3 separate regions of the Mus musculus genome follow, and regions 1 and 3 are each linked to region 2. Evidence: chromatin contacts called from public Hi-C and HiChIP or PLAC-seq data. All regions are on one chromosome and are shown on one strand. Each heading gives the region's core, a stretch centred on a gene start, on an enhancer-like site or on the middle of the called end of the contact. The rest is flanking DNA. Distances are from core to core; before and after follow the strand shown.

The links. A called contact is a pair of places that touch in the nucleus more often than the background predicts. HiChIP or PLAC-seq counts read pairs in DNA pulled down with a chosen protein or histone mark.
Region 1: a contact with region 2 is called in an H3K27ac HiChIP or PLAC-seq map of microglia, with 7 times the contacts expected there. The contact joins two enhancer-like sites. A contact is called at or near these places in 2 of 115 datasets of contacts at active chromatin or transcription factors (microglia and regulatory T cell precursor).
Region 3: a Hi-C map of bone marrow-derived macrophages shows a contact between it and region 2, with 16 read pairs. The contact joins two enhancer-like sites. A contact is called at or near these places in 1 of 484 Hi-C or Micro-C datasets (bone marrow-derived macrophages) and 1 of 9 other capture datasets (embryonic stem cells).

Annotation. Positions count from the first base shown.
Region 1 is chr2:166,021,154-166,024,855 of GRCm38.p6, reverse strand. The region is part of intron 1 of Ncoa3 (nuclear receptor coactivator 3); the gene reads right to left. Among named protein-coding and RNA genes, the nearest start is that of Ncoa3, 30 kb to the right of the region's middle. RefSeq lists an enhancer at 1,394-3,702. Within about 2 kb of position 2,390, at least 145 of the 459 cell types and tissues checked have an H3K27ac peak or open chromatin away from gene starts, as enhancers often do. A contact at or near this core is called in microglia and regulatory T cell precursor, where this site is marked.
Region 2 is chr2:166,629,590-166,633,765 of GRCm38.p6, reverse strand. It overlaps Prex1 (phosphatidylinositol-3,4,5-trisphosphate-dependent Rac exchange factor 1), which reads left to right. Exons shown (of 40, transcript NM_177782.3): 5 at 299-400. Among named protein-coding and RNA genes, the nearest start is that of Gm29679, 67 kb to the right of the region's middle. Within about 2 kb of position 2,770, at least 109 of the 459 cell types and tissues checked have an H3K27ac peak or open chromatin away from gene starts, as enhancers often do. A contact at or near this core is called in bone marrow-derived macrophages, microglia and regulatory T cell precursor, where this site is marked.
Region 3 is chr2:166,114,287-166,118,375 of GRCm38.p6, reverse strand. It overlaps Sulf2 (sulfatase 2), which reads left to right. Exons shown (of 21, transcript NM_028072.5): 3 at 1,265-1,504. Among named protein-coding and RNA genes, the nearest start is that of Gm52534, 3.9 kb to the left of the region's middle. Within about 2 kb of position 2,270, at least 49 of the 459 cell types and tissues checked have an H3K27ac peak or open chromatin away from gene starts, as enhancers often do. A contact at or near this core is called in bone marrow-derived macrophages, where this site is marked.

The DNA.
Region 1 (3,702 bases), core at 1,141-3,640, 610 kb after region 2:
CTGACGAAGCCATTCTCAGATATGCTAAAATCCCATCTGTCTTCCGTGGCATAGCTCAACAAGGGTATTCTAAGCAGATTTTAAATCAGTCTGGCTATGCAGCTAATTAGAGCCAATATCGACTCATATTTTTTTAAAAAGTCAATTCTCTAAGTCCTGTCATAACATTTTAAACAAGTAAGAACAGTCGATAGAAGTTACTAAGTTGGGGGCAGGAGAGGGGGCTCATTCAGCACTGGCTGCTCTTCCAGAGGACCCAGGCTTGATTTCCAGCACCCACATGGCAGCTCACAACTGTCTGTACAGTTCCAGGGGATCTTATGCCCTCTCCTGATCTCAGTGTGTTCTACCACATATGCTGCAGACATACATACAGGTAAAATATCTATACACATAAAATAAAATGCAAAGAAAGGAAGCTAGCTACTGTAAGAAACTCTGATCACCATCTGCTTTCCTCACAGGTAGCCTTGTCCCGGAGCAGCAGCAGTCCGGAGCTCAGGATGTAGGAGCTGGCCTTATGCTCCTGCCTCAGCTTCTGGAGTGCTGTGATTAAAGCCAGTGCTTCCCTGAGCCACTGTTCACTTAGTCCCCTTGTATTCATCACTTCCTTCCTGGTGGCTGTCTCTGAACCCTTCCCACTGGCTCAGCTACAGGGTTCACACAGTACGCACAGAGGACAGAATCCAGAGCTTGAGTTACCTTCCCAACACTGCCCCCCAACAAAAATTGAGTTACAGGTATGTGGGATGGCTCAGTAAGTAAAGGCACTTGTCACCAACCCTGGCAACTGAGTTAAATCTAGGTCCCTCCATTATGGAAACAGAACCAACTGTAAAAGTTATCCTCTGACCTCCACATATACCCTATGGACATATACATAATAAAGGATGAATAAAAAATTTAATTTTGCCGGGCGGTGGTGGTGCACGCCTTTGATCCCAGCACTCAGGAGGCAGAGGCAGGTGGATTTCTGAGTTCAAGGCCAGCCTGGTCCACAAAGTGAGTTCCAGGACTGCCAGGGCTATACAGAGAAACCCTGTCTCGAAAAAAAAATTAATTTTATATTTTTTCTTAAAAGTTAGGAAGAAAGGAAGTTAGTTCACTGGTTAGTTAGGAGGAAGGAGTGAGTTAGTTAAGGGCTGGAGGGATGGCTCAGCAGTTTAGAGCACTGGCACTCTTTGGAGGACTAAGATTCCTAGCAGCACAGGTGCCTCAACCATCTGTAACTCTAGTGCCAGAGACCTAACATCCTCTACTGGATTCTGAGGGCACTCAATGCACATGATGCACATATAGACATGCAAAACACAAATAGAAACCTTTGGGAAAGATGCTGAGAATAATCACACAATGATCTAATGCAGTTTTTTAAAATGCAATGCATGGATATAGGTAAGAAAGCCAGGCATGGGAACATGGCTGTAATAACTGTTCTCTGTGAAGTTAAGCCATGACTGTCCTGAGTTTGGGGCTGGCCTGAGCTACATAATGAGTTCAAGGCCACCCTGATTGATAGACACACATACACAAATGCGCTGTGGAATGTATAACTGTATTTTTTAAATTTTTTTATTGTTTTATGGCAGGGTTTCATCTATACTAGACTTGCCTCAAAGTAAGCTTACTATTACACAAAGATTGCCTGCCTCCACTTTCTGAGTGTGCACCACTAAAATTGACTTTAGCAAAGATAATCCAATTTTACTATACAAACCAGTGACTCTGCAAAGTCACAGTGGGCATGGGGACCAGCATTCTTCATAGGGAAATGAAGTGCAGTTACTTGAGCAGGTTCCCAAACCAAGAAGGATCAGGGTATGTCCAATAGCCTCTCTTGTAGATCATATCACGCCATACCACAATTGTTTTGGTTTGGTTTAATTTCATTCATTCATTCACTCATTCATTCATTTATTCATGTATTTAGAAGGCATGCATATGGAGGCCAGGACAAACCCATAAGAGTCATGTAGGTCATGGGGATCAAACTCAGGTAGTCATGCTTGGCAGCAAGCTCCTTGACCCACTGAGCCCTCTCACTGCCCTAACAGCTGACATGGATTTAAATCATCTCTGCTTTTCCATTAGCAAAATAATCGTCTAAGAGCACACTGCTTCAGAAATAGGAGAAAGGAGACAATTACTAGCTGGTGAGTATTACATGGAATATTTACAGATCTCACGAGAGAGAGCTCAGTGTAAAATATCTGACTAGATACTGTACAGGAGTCAGCTCCCTGTGAGAAGGAATCTGTCTAATGCCGAAAGCACAGCTACCAGTTAGAGTGTAATTAGCTTAAAAAAAAACCGAAGTCAGTCAGGTGTGTGAGCGGCATTTACTATTTGTTCCCTTTGTACAGGAAGCACTCAGCTCTGATCTCAAAGTCACCTTCAAGCACTAACGGAAGCACAAGGCTGATTCCTCCTTGCCCAGAACAAAACCCACAGCAAAGACCAACGTAAGGGGACATTTCTCTCCACGTTTTCCTTCCCCAAGAAACAGCTTTATAAACCATATGACGTTCATAATGAAAAGATTACAATTTAGAAACCGAGGAGAAGAAAAATTAACAGGAGCATGAGACAAAAAGAGCACATGCCCTGATACAGAAGCCTCTGAAATTGCTTTTGGAAAAACATGGGACAATCATCTAATTATCAGATGAAACAAACTACAACTTAGAGCTCAATTTACCAGAGGAATAAATACTAAGGCACTCTGTATTACACTTGTAAATGAATAAATACCAAGGGAGGTATGGCAGACGTTCTAAATGCAATCAAGTTAAGTTGTTGTTTTTAAATCGGGCATTATAATCTATAGCTTTATAGATTTGCCACTAACCTCCTAATCTGGCAGGTTAAATTTCAACATTCAAAGTACTGGTTAGGTTTTCTAGAAATGGTCCAGTAAGTTGACATAATAATTAACGCTGTTTGATCTACAAAATCTGAGTACTCAGTGCTGAGAGTGATGAGTGACCTTGAGGCAGCTCTTGGAAGGCAGTCACCATGGCAACGCTTCCACAAAAGTGCCTCATCCTCAGCAAAAGGCCCAACCCAGAGCATAAGGATCTTTAAAGCAGAAAACCTCCGCCCTCACCCACAGCCTAGCAAGGGGTCACAGTTTCTTTTAAAAAGTCTCTACATCAACCTTCCTGATTATTCTTTCAGAGAAAATACAAATTAGCTTCACAGCCATTTATCTGGTCTGGCAACAAAACAAAACAAACAAAACAAAAACTATCTTTTATTTGCTAAATGGGAAGAATTCATTTTGTTTTGGAAAAATATGTTTCAATACAATTAGTACCATTTTACTGTTTTTCGTTCAGGAATGGTAACACAGTGGTAATCTCAGGGCTGAGAAGTCTGAGGCAGGACAACAGGCAGTAGGATGCTAGCCCTGGGATATATGCTGCATTAAAGGAGAGAAAGAAGGGCCACACAGGGGCAGGACACTGGAGTGGGAAGACATTATCTTCCAGCATGCACTTAAAGAAGGAAGCACAAAGGAAGCAGATTTCAGCCCAGACACAGAGTGCACTCATGACTGTCTACATACACCACGGCTTGCTACACTTAGTGTTCTGATGACGCTGTGTTCCCAGCTCCCTCCAGCAGTGCTTCCTGAAAGCCGGGAGGAGTCATTTTATTATCACAACAGTCAGCAGAACCTCAGCACCAGATACTGAACAA
Region 2 (4,176 bases), core at 1,521-4,020:
ATGGTGAAATTGTCTGTAAAATCTTCATTGTCAAAGTCTTTGGATCTGCAGTTCTATGGTCCACCTTAACTGCTGAGGCACTGTGTGTGGGGTGACTCCGTGTTAACACCGGCTATGGCATGGGTGAGATCAGGCCCCAGGCCCCAGCATGCGGCACCATAAAGGTTTCTGCAGAGTTTCAGAATTTGCCCCTCTCCTAGGGTCGCATAGCTGCTCCTGAGCACTATGTCCTGAGAGTTCCCACACTCCCGTGTTGTTCTTCAAGTCTATTAATGATGGTCTCTCATGTCCTTTGTAGAGCTGCATGCTTCTGGGGGGCCGGAAGACCACTGACATTCCTCTGGAAGGCTACCTGCTGTCCCCGATCCAGAGAATCTGCAAGTACCCGCTCCTGCTCAAGGTGAGACTCCCGTGGACCTGTCCCCAGGCAAAAATGGCGGGCTCTGCCGGCCTGCCACTGATAAGAGAAGCTGTTAGCTTTTAGGATCCGTGGTGTCTGGTGGCAGAGCTGGCCCTAGGCCAGGCGTGCCCAGCTTCTGCCTCTTTCTCTGCTGTTCTCTGGGCTTCCACAACCAACTTCATCTCTAGCGAGGCAGCAGATGGCTGTAGGCATCTGGACTCACACCCTGTCAAGTTTAAAGTCAGCAGAAGACAGTGAGTTTCTCTCTTGGAGTTCTGACGGACAGCCCGAGAGTCACTCCGGCTGTGGCCAGCCATCTGGGGCTGAGGGAATGGTGTATTCCAAATGGTTTGGATTTGAGTCATGTGGTTTGACGTTAGCCAATCATGGGAAACTTTGGCTTAGCCCTCTGATCTTCTTCCAACCTCCTTAGACCATTGCTTTTCCCTTGGTCATTAGCCACTGGGTAGTGCTATGCTCTGATTGGCTAAGATGGGACCCACATTCTGCTCTAGTCCAATAGCAGTGTGCAGAGCAGGACTGTGTTCTGATTGGCTGAGATCTGGGTCAGGTGCTCTGCCCCTGAACCTATTACTTTTTACTCAGACTTGAGCCTTAAGCCAGTTACTGAAACCCATATGCCACAGCCCCAAGGAGGGACAGACAGGCTGGCACCAAAACCTGGGCTCTGCTGGCGGGGCATGGGATGACTAGGAAAGCCACCCATGCACCTGCTGTCACCTTCCCTGCTAGCCACCTTGGCCTGGTCTTGCCCGAGCGGTCCAGGGCAGCTCTGACCCTTGACAGCTTCATCCTCAGCTTCAGAACCGACAGGCAGGCAGGTCCCAGGCTGCGTGGATGGCCCTGTCCCCATCTGCTGCTTGGTTCTGTTTTCCCAGACTTTACGAATGGTGGCTGTTGGCTAGTGCCAACCCTGACTCTGTCCCGACGCCTGTCTGATGGCTGGCTTGTGGGGCTTCCTGCCGGCAGGCTAATCTAACTGACTGCCCATGCCTCGTTCTTGAACCTGCTCGCAGGGGCTACTTCTGTCTTTGTTCCATGAACTGCAGGGAGGGTAAGGATGGTGCTGAGGGAAATCTCAAGGTGAATGACCCTGAGCATCTGAGCTGACAGCATCCTGGAGCTGTCAGCACTGCTGGGGTCATGGTTCTTCTGTGTGTGTGGACACCGGAGGCCAATCTTGGGTGTATGTATTCTTCAGAGCCATCTATCTGTCTTTGAGATAGAGCGCCTTAGTGGGACCTGGACCTTAGCCTGCCTGGCTGTGGAGCTCCAGGAGCCTGCCTTCCTGTCTCTGTTTCCCCAGCACAGTGCTTACAAGCGTGTGTCACCACACCTGGCCTTTGTGTGAGTGCAGAGGTCCCAGCTTGCATCCTGAGGTCGGACCCTTTTTCTTCCACAGCAGGACTGAGCCGTCTCTCCAGCCCACGCAGCGTGCTGTGCTAACACATGAAGCTGTGGGAGTGGGGCTCAGCTCTCCCTGTGTTTCCTCCGGCCATGGCCGCTTGGACCTCTGAGGGACTCCCCAGGAAGCTCAGCTGCATCCTCCTGTGACTTCAGTGAGGGCCCGGGCAGTGGACAGACTGGGCTCTGAAGCTGCAGGCGGATCTGGCCATGGAGCCTGAGCTGTCCCTTGGAGGTGGTGCCCCTTGGTCTGTCCCCTACCCTTTTGTTTTGCATTCACACTAGTCCTTAGTTCTCAGAAAGACACAGGTTGTGGGGTTTAGAGAGAGATTGGGGAGACCAGGGCCAGATCCAGCAAGTAGTTTGCTCTTGTAACTCATGAGCTGAGAACTTGTGCTTTTGCAAAGCTTTGAAACAGAGGGGAAAAAAAAACCCTCAACCTCCCACCCCTAAGGCAAACCAAAGCGAGCAGGAGGATGTGCTGCTGATGGCAAGCCTGGCTGCCCACTCTCTGGCCCTGTCGAGCACCTCGATGGTCCTGTGTTGGTGCTGGGCTTGGTAGTCCATGGCTGCCCACCCCTCAGTGGTCCTGCCTTAGGGCTGGGCTTGGTAGTCCACGGCTGCCTGTGTGAGCGAGAGTTGCAGCTGTGCAGTTTATTAGTGCCAGCTCTTGAGTCAGTCATGCCACTCCTTATGCCTCAGTTTCTCCTTTGTAGTGCAGAGCTTGTAACCATGGTGCTTCTCAGTTTGTTATGCAGTGAGGGCACACCCCTGCAGTGTAGTCAGGAGGGTGGGCGAGGCCTTAGGGACACAGAGAAGGGACATAAATGGCTGTGCCAGAGCACATGAGCTGCTGCTGCTGCTGCTCAGTCCCATTCTAGAGTCTTATCCCTGGCTCTGAAATCAGGGGTAAGAAGCAGCAGGCCCGGGAGCTCAGCTGCCCCCATGCTTGGGGGTGAAGTTTGTAGGGCTCGTCAGTTCCCTAAACGAGGCCTGAGAGGCTTCATGGCTCAGTGGTGTGTCCGGTTTTCTGGGTTATAAACCTTGATCATCTGACCCTTGAGAAAGAACCCTTATTTGCAGCCCCAGAGCTGAGCCGAACTGCTAACCCTTTGGTTTCTGGGTCCTGACCAAGTCCGGGGTCACAGGAGCTTGCAATGAAGCAGGTTTATTGATACATATCAGTAACCCAGGTGGGAAGACCTGTGTGGCTTCAGAGCTTGGTGGACCTGGGGCCTGTTCCTTTTTCTCTAGAGCCTGGGGTTTAGTCCCATAGGGCTCTTGCCCCAGGAAGATGGAGGCAGCTGGGGCAAACCGCTGGCTGCTTCTGCAGGAAGCACCCACAGGAAGTGGTGGAGGTCTGGCCTTGCCCTCTTGACAGCTGTGCACACTGCTGCTCTCTCTTCTGCATGTATCGGGAGCTTGGGGACTGCTGGGGACCAGCCAGCAGGGCCCGAGATTCCTGTGGAGACATGCACACTCCCTGACAGACAACTGCTCAGTGTCCCCCGCCTTGGCTCCTGCCACTGGAACATTTGCATCAGCAAGCAGCAGGGCTGAGGGCCCTTTACACCCTCCTGGGAGGCCTGCTTTGCTCACAGTTTCCAGGGCTTTCTAAAAGATGACCCTGCGAGCGCAGCAGCTGACTCCAACCCCAGCCCGTCCCCTCAGATGGCAAACATGTACCCGCAGATGTCCTCCGTTTTGTGAGGCCCCTTGTTCCCGCTGAACTCCCGGTGGTACAGGCTGCAGGGTTGGGGAGCCTGGGGTGGGAGAAGAGTAGGCAAGAGTGAAAGCCTTTTGGGAACAGCCCCCAAAGCTGAACTTGAACACTGCCTAAGAATAGCCGGAACGTTCTATTTTGGCTCTTCAGCCCGGGCTCAGGATAGACAGTTGGCATTTTCAAGCTTTATTGAGTTTTCCGTCAATGTTTCCAGGGAGATGATTCAGAGTTGGGGTGACGACGCCTTGATATGTAGCAAGCTGGTCCCTAATGGGAACCCAGCCTGACACTGGACCTTTTGATTGTCTGCCGATGGTACCCGACCCTTGCTGTGGCTCTGTCCTGACCTGGCTGCTGACATAGCCTTGGATCCACAGCTGGAGTAACAGACTCCAGCCTGAGCCTTCTGAGTCTCCCACTGATGGATCTATAAGGATCTTGGTGTCATGGGTCTTATCCCTGTGTGTCTGGCTTTTGTCACTTGTGGCCTGGGTTTATACTTTCTATCCCTTTTCATGACTGAGTAGTATTCCCCTGTGAGCTGGGCTGTACCTTACTGTTCATTCATTGACTGGTGGACATTTAGGAGCAACACTGCTATGATCATCCACAGCTCTTAACAACCCAC
Region 3 (4,089 bases), core at 1,021-3,520, 510 kb after region 2:
CATTCAGAAAAGGACACTTGGAAAAATAACTTTGCATGTCGTGTATATAGAGCAATTGACCCACGTGTTAGTAATTAGAACAATTGTGAGCATTGCTCTCCACCCCAGGGACAACCCAGTGGTCCCAAAGCTCAGACCAATTAGCGGGCTGTAACACAGAGACTTCCAGGCAGGGCCTGTTGGATACATGTGATCTAGGAGGTAACGCTGACATCCACTGCAGACTATGCTGTGGTATGGTGCTCAGCAAACCTCAGAGAACCCAATATGTTCAAGCTAAAAGTCAGAGCTTAAAACCTTACCATGCACCGAGCGTGGCGGCTCACGCCTTTAATCCCAGCACTCAGGAGTTCGAGGCCAGCCTGACTTGGCTGGATATAGTGGCAGTCAAGGATGAACCCTCAATGCTTGGTGTGGGTAAAGGGCCTATCACAGTCATTTAGGGGGATCAGAAGCCCAGGAGCTGAAGGTCCAGCATATGGAGGGTCCTGAAGCTGTTTATATACAGCTCTGTTTTTTATGTCCAGGAGCTCTGTTTATGTACAAAACATGGTTTGAATCTAGACTCAAGGTACTTCAAAGTAGGTTTGTACCCAGTACAACTGTCTAGGGGGACTGAGACCAGGGCCTTTCTGGTTGGGTTGGCTTGGGAGCAGGGTCTGGCCCATGCAAGCCCATGGATTTCCTAAGGATCTGGGGAGTCCAGGAGATGGAGAGCCCAGGATATAAAGGGTCTAGGAGCTAAAGAGGCACAAGAGCTGGAAGTCCAGGAGCTCTTAGGCAGATAGGTTAGCTTTAAGGGTAGCGAGATATAGACTTCAAATGCATACAGGAGGCACCCTAGATGAGGCTACAAGTGTAGAGAGACTGGCTGGGGCTTGGCTAGACTAGACTTCAGTTCAGTGGATAATTCTTGGGAAACTTCTAAACAAAACGAAACCTAATTCTATCTGCATTTGTGACTGCTTTAAAAAAATCTGTGTATATTAGCACTCTGAAGAAAAGACACCCTGTTTATGTACAAAATAGGGTTTGAGTCAGACTCAAGGTACTTCAAAGCAGGTTTGTACCCAACGCCACTGTCTAGTGGCACTGAGACCAGGGCCTTCCTGGTTGGGTTGTGGGTGAGGAGTATGGCCCATGTAAACCCTTGGATTTCCTAAGCTTGCCCACAGTTCCAGGCTCAGGATTGGAAGCCCCTTAAAGAGCTCCCCCGCCCCCCCCCAAGCAGGCCACATGACTCACCAGTACCCTCTGCTTGCAGGCTCCATGCAAGTGATGAACAAGACAAGGCGTATCATGGAGCAGGGCGGGGCGCACTTCATCAATGCCTTCGTGACTACACCAATGTGCTGTCCGTCTCGCTCCTCCATTCTCACCGGCAAGTACGTCCACAACCACAACACCTACACCAACAATGAGAATTGTTCCTCGCCCTCCTGGCAGGCCCAGCACGAGAGCCGCACCTTCGCCGTGTATCTCAACAGCACAGGCTACCGGACAGGTGAGGACCAGAGTAGGGCACTGTTGGGGCCTGCTCAAGGGACAGACAGGTGGCCTCTTGTGCCCTCAGCTTCCCTGGGTGCGACGTCCACACTGCACTGGTCCCCAAGATAACTCTGGGTTATGCCCAGAAAAGGTTTCACTTCCCAGTGAGGTTTCCAGTTTATTTCTATGCACACATAGTAGATGTGTCTGAAGAAGGTTCAGAAAACCACCTTTTCAAAGAAACTAGAGTTTTAAAAAAATGGAGAGTCCAGGGAGATTGTGAATTCTCTGACAGGGAGGTCACGAGATATTCCTTGCATGCATGAGTTTGAGGTTTCTGTGTTTAAAACTGATTTATTGACTGAGACCATCTGCATGAGAGAAGGTTCCAGAATGTTGAGGTTGGAATTAGAGAACGGACAGACATGGGGGACTCACCAGTTTATTGTGGGAGTAACCAAGATGACGAAGGGGTTGCCATGGTGAGAGAGACCTTTGACTGTGCTGTTATTTGTGTCAGGATGTCCTTGTTGCCTACTTGAGGGAGACACTGTGGCGAGTTCGAAAGGCCGCCCGCTAGGCTGGCACCTAAGGTCAAGCTGTAATCCCAGCCCAGCCACCTCGCCCTTGCCAAATCCTCCAGACTCAACTCATTGAACTTGCTTGAGTTTGAAAGAAAAAAAACAAGAATTCCCCACCTTGGCGAGCAGCCTGGGGCTGTTGTGAAACCAGATGATATGGCTCAGGCTCAGATGTCGCAAGCCCGTGACGCTACATTGTTTTGAGTGGGAGTGAGGAAGGGCCGGGCACCTCCTGTAGCTGATCTGCAGCCATCATCCATCAGGGCTGGGCAGGCTTTCAGATGCCCAGTGGGAGTGGGTGGGACTGTGTACTCCCTACATGCTCCTCCCACCACAGGATCATCCCCAGAACAGGTTCAGCTATAAAAACCAGCTCCCCTACATGGGCAGGTCATCATGGGAGTGGAGGTGCAGACCCCGATGGCTTGGGGTCCCCACAGAAAGCGCGTGTTAGAGGTCTCGTAGGCCAGTGCTTCAGATGGTTGGGAAGCCTGGAACGCTGTTGGGGTGGGGATAGGCAGGGACATAGCAAGGCGGCGGCTCCTATTGGAGGGTGCAGCTGCCATTCAGGGCTAGAAACTCCATCTTTAAAAACTGAATACTGTGGGCCAAAGATGTATCTATGGGCCGGTATGGCTCAAGCACCCTGAACAGCTCTGGCTGGAATGTTTATATGAAAACAGATGAATAGGGGCTGGAGAGATGGCTCAGTGGTTAAGAGCACCGTCTGCTCTTCCAGAGGTCCTGAGTTCAATTCCCAGCAACCACATGGTGGCTCACAACCACCTGTAATAGGATCTGATGCCCTCTTCTGGTGTGTCTGAAGACAGCGACAGTGTATGCACATACATAAAATAATAAATCCTTCAAAAAAAAAAAAGAAATTGTTTAAAAAAAAAAAAAAAAAGAAAACAGATGAATAGTGAGGCCCCCAAAGTGTTCATCAGGCCTGTCACCTGGAAAGCAGAAAGACCACTCCTCCCACAAAGACTCCTGGGAGAAACATGAAATGGAAAGTTTGTGTGGCATAATCAAAACAGAAAACAGAGGCCACGGGAACGCAGAGACATGGGGACAGTCCGTCAAACAAAAGGGGAAATTACTAATCCCAAAAACACTATGGGATTTATGATGGAGCGAAAGCCCATATCAGAGTCACATGGGAAACAGAAAGAAAGGAATGACCATCAAAGTAGACAGTCACCAAACCAGGTGCGCCATCCAGCTGCTGGGGAGGCTGATGCAGGAAGGTCATAATTCAGGGTTACTGGGGCTAAGCAGTGACACTGCATCTCAAAATGAAACATCCAACGTGGACTGAGGATGTAGCTCAGTGATGATACTTGTATGGCGTATGTTCATTTTTTACGGTACAAGCCCCAGGGACAAATCAGTACTCCAGCCTGGTTGTCGGTCAAACCCTATATCCATTTGAGCATCTAAGGAAGGTAACTGAGCTGAGTTTAAGTCTGGCAGAGGGAATGGGGGTACCTGCTGCTTATGGCTCTCATCTAAATTCATTGCTGTCTTGGTGGCCTTGATCCAAGAGCAGGTCTACAGATCAGGTTCTCGTTTCTCCTTACTTCCCATCGGTGAGAAACAAGATATGTGAGTGTGAGCACTCGTGGCTGCAAAAGAGCCTGGGATATGTAGTCTTTACGCTGGGTAGGTCTTTGTACCACTGAAAACAGATCCTGAAGGGGGAGACCCTCAGTCACAGCCACAGCTCTTAACTGTTCGTGTTTGTGACGCCCTTGAATCCAGAAGGTCAGCTGAGCTTAAAGGACAGATGCCAAAATTCACAGTGCAGGGGGATGTTAACAGAGCCGGTTTAAAAAAATGAAGCTACAGCTGGGCTTAGTAGTACAAGCCTGTAATCCCAGTTCCCAGGATGGAGTCCAGAGGGTCAGGAGTTCAAGGTCAACCTCTGCTATATATTTAGTTTGAGGATAGCCAGAAAGGGAGGAAGAAAGGGAGGGGTGGAGGGAGATGGGGTAGGAGAGAAAAGAAAAGAAAGCTA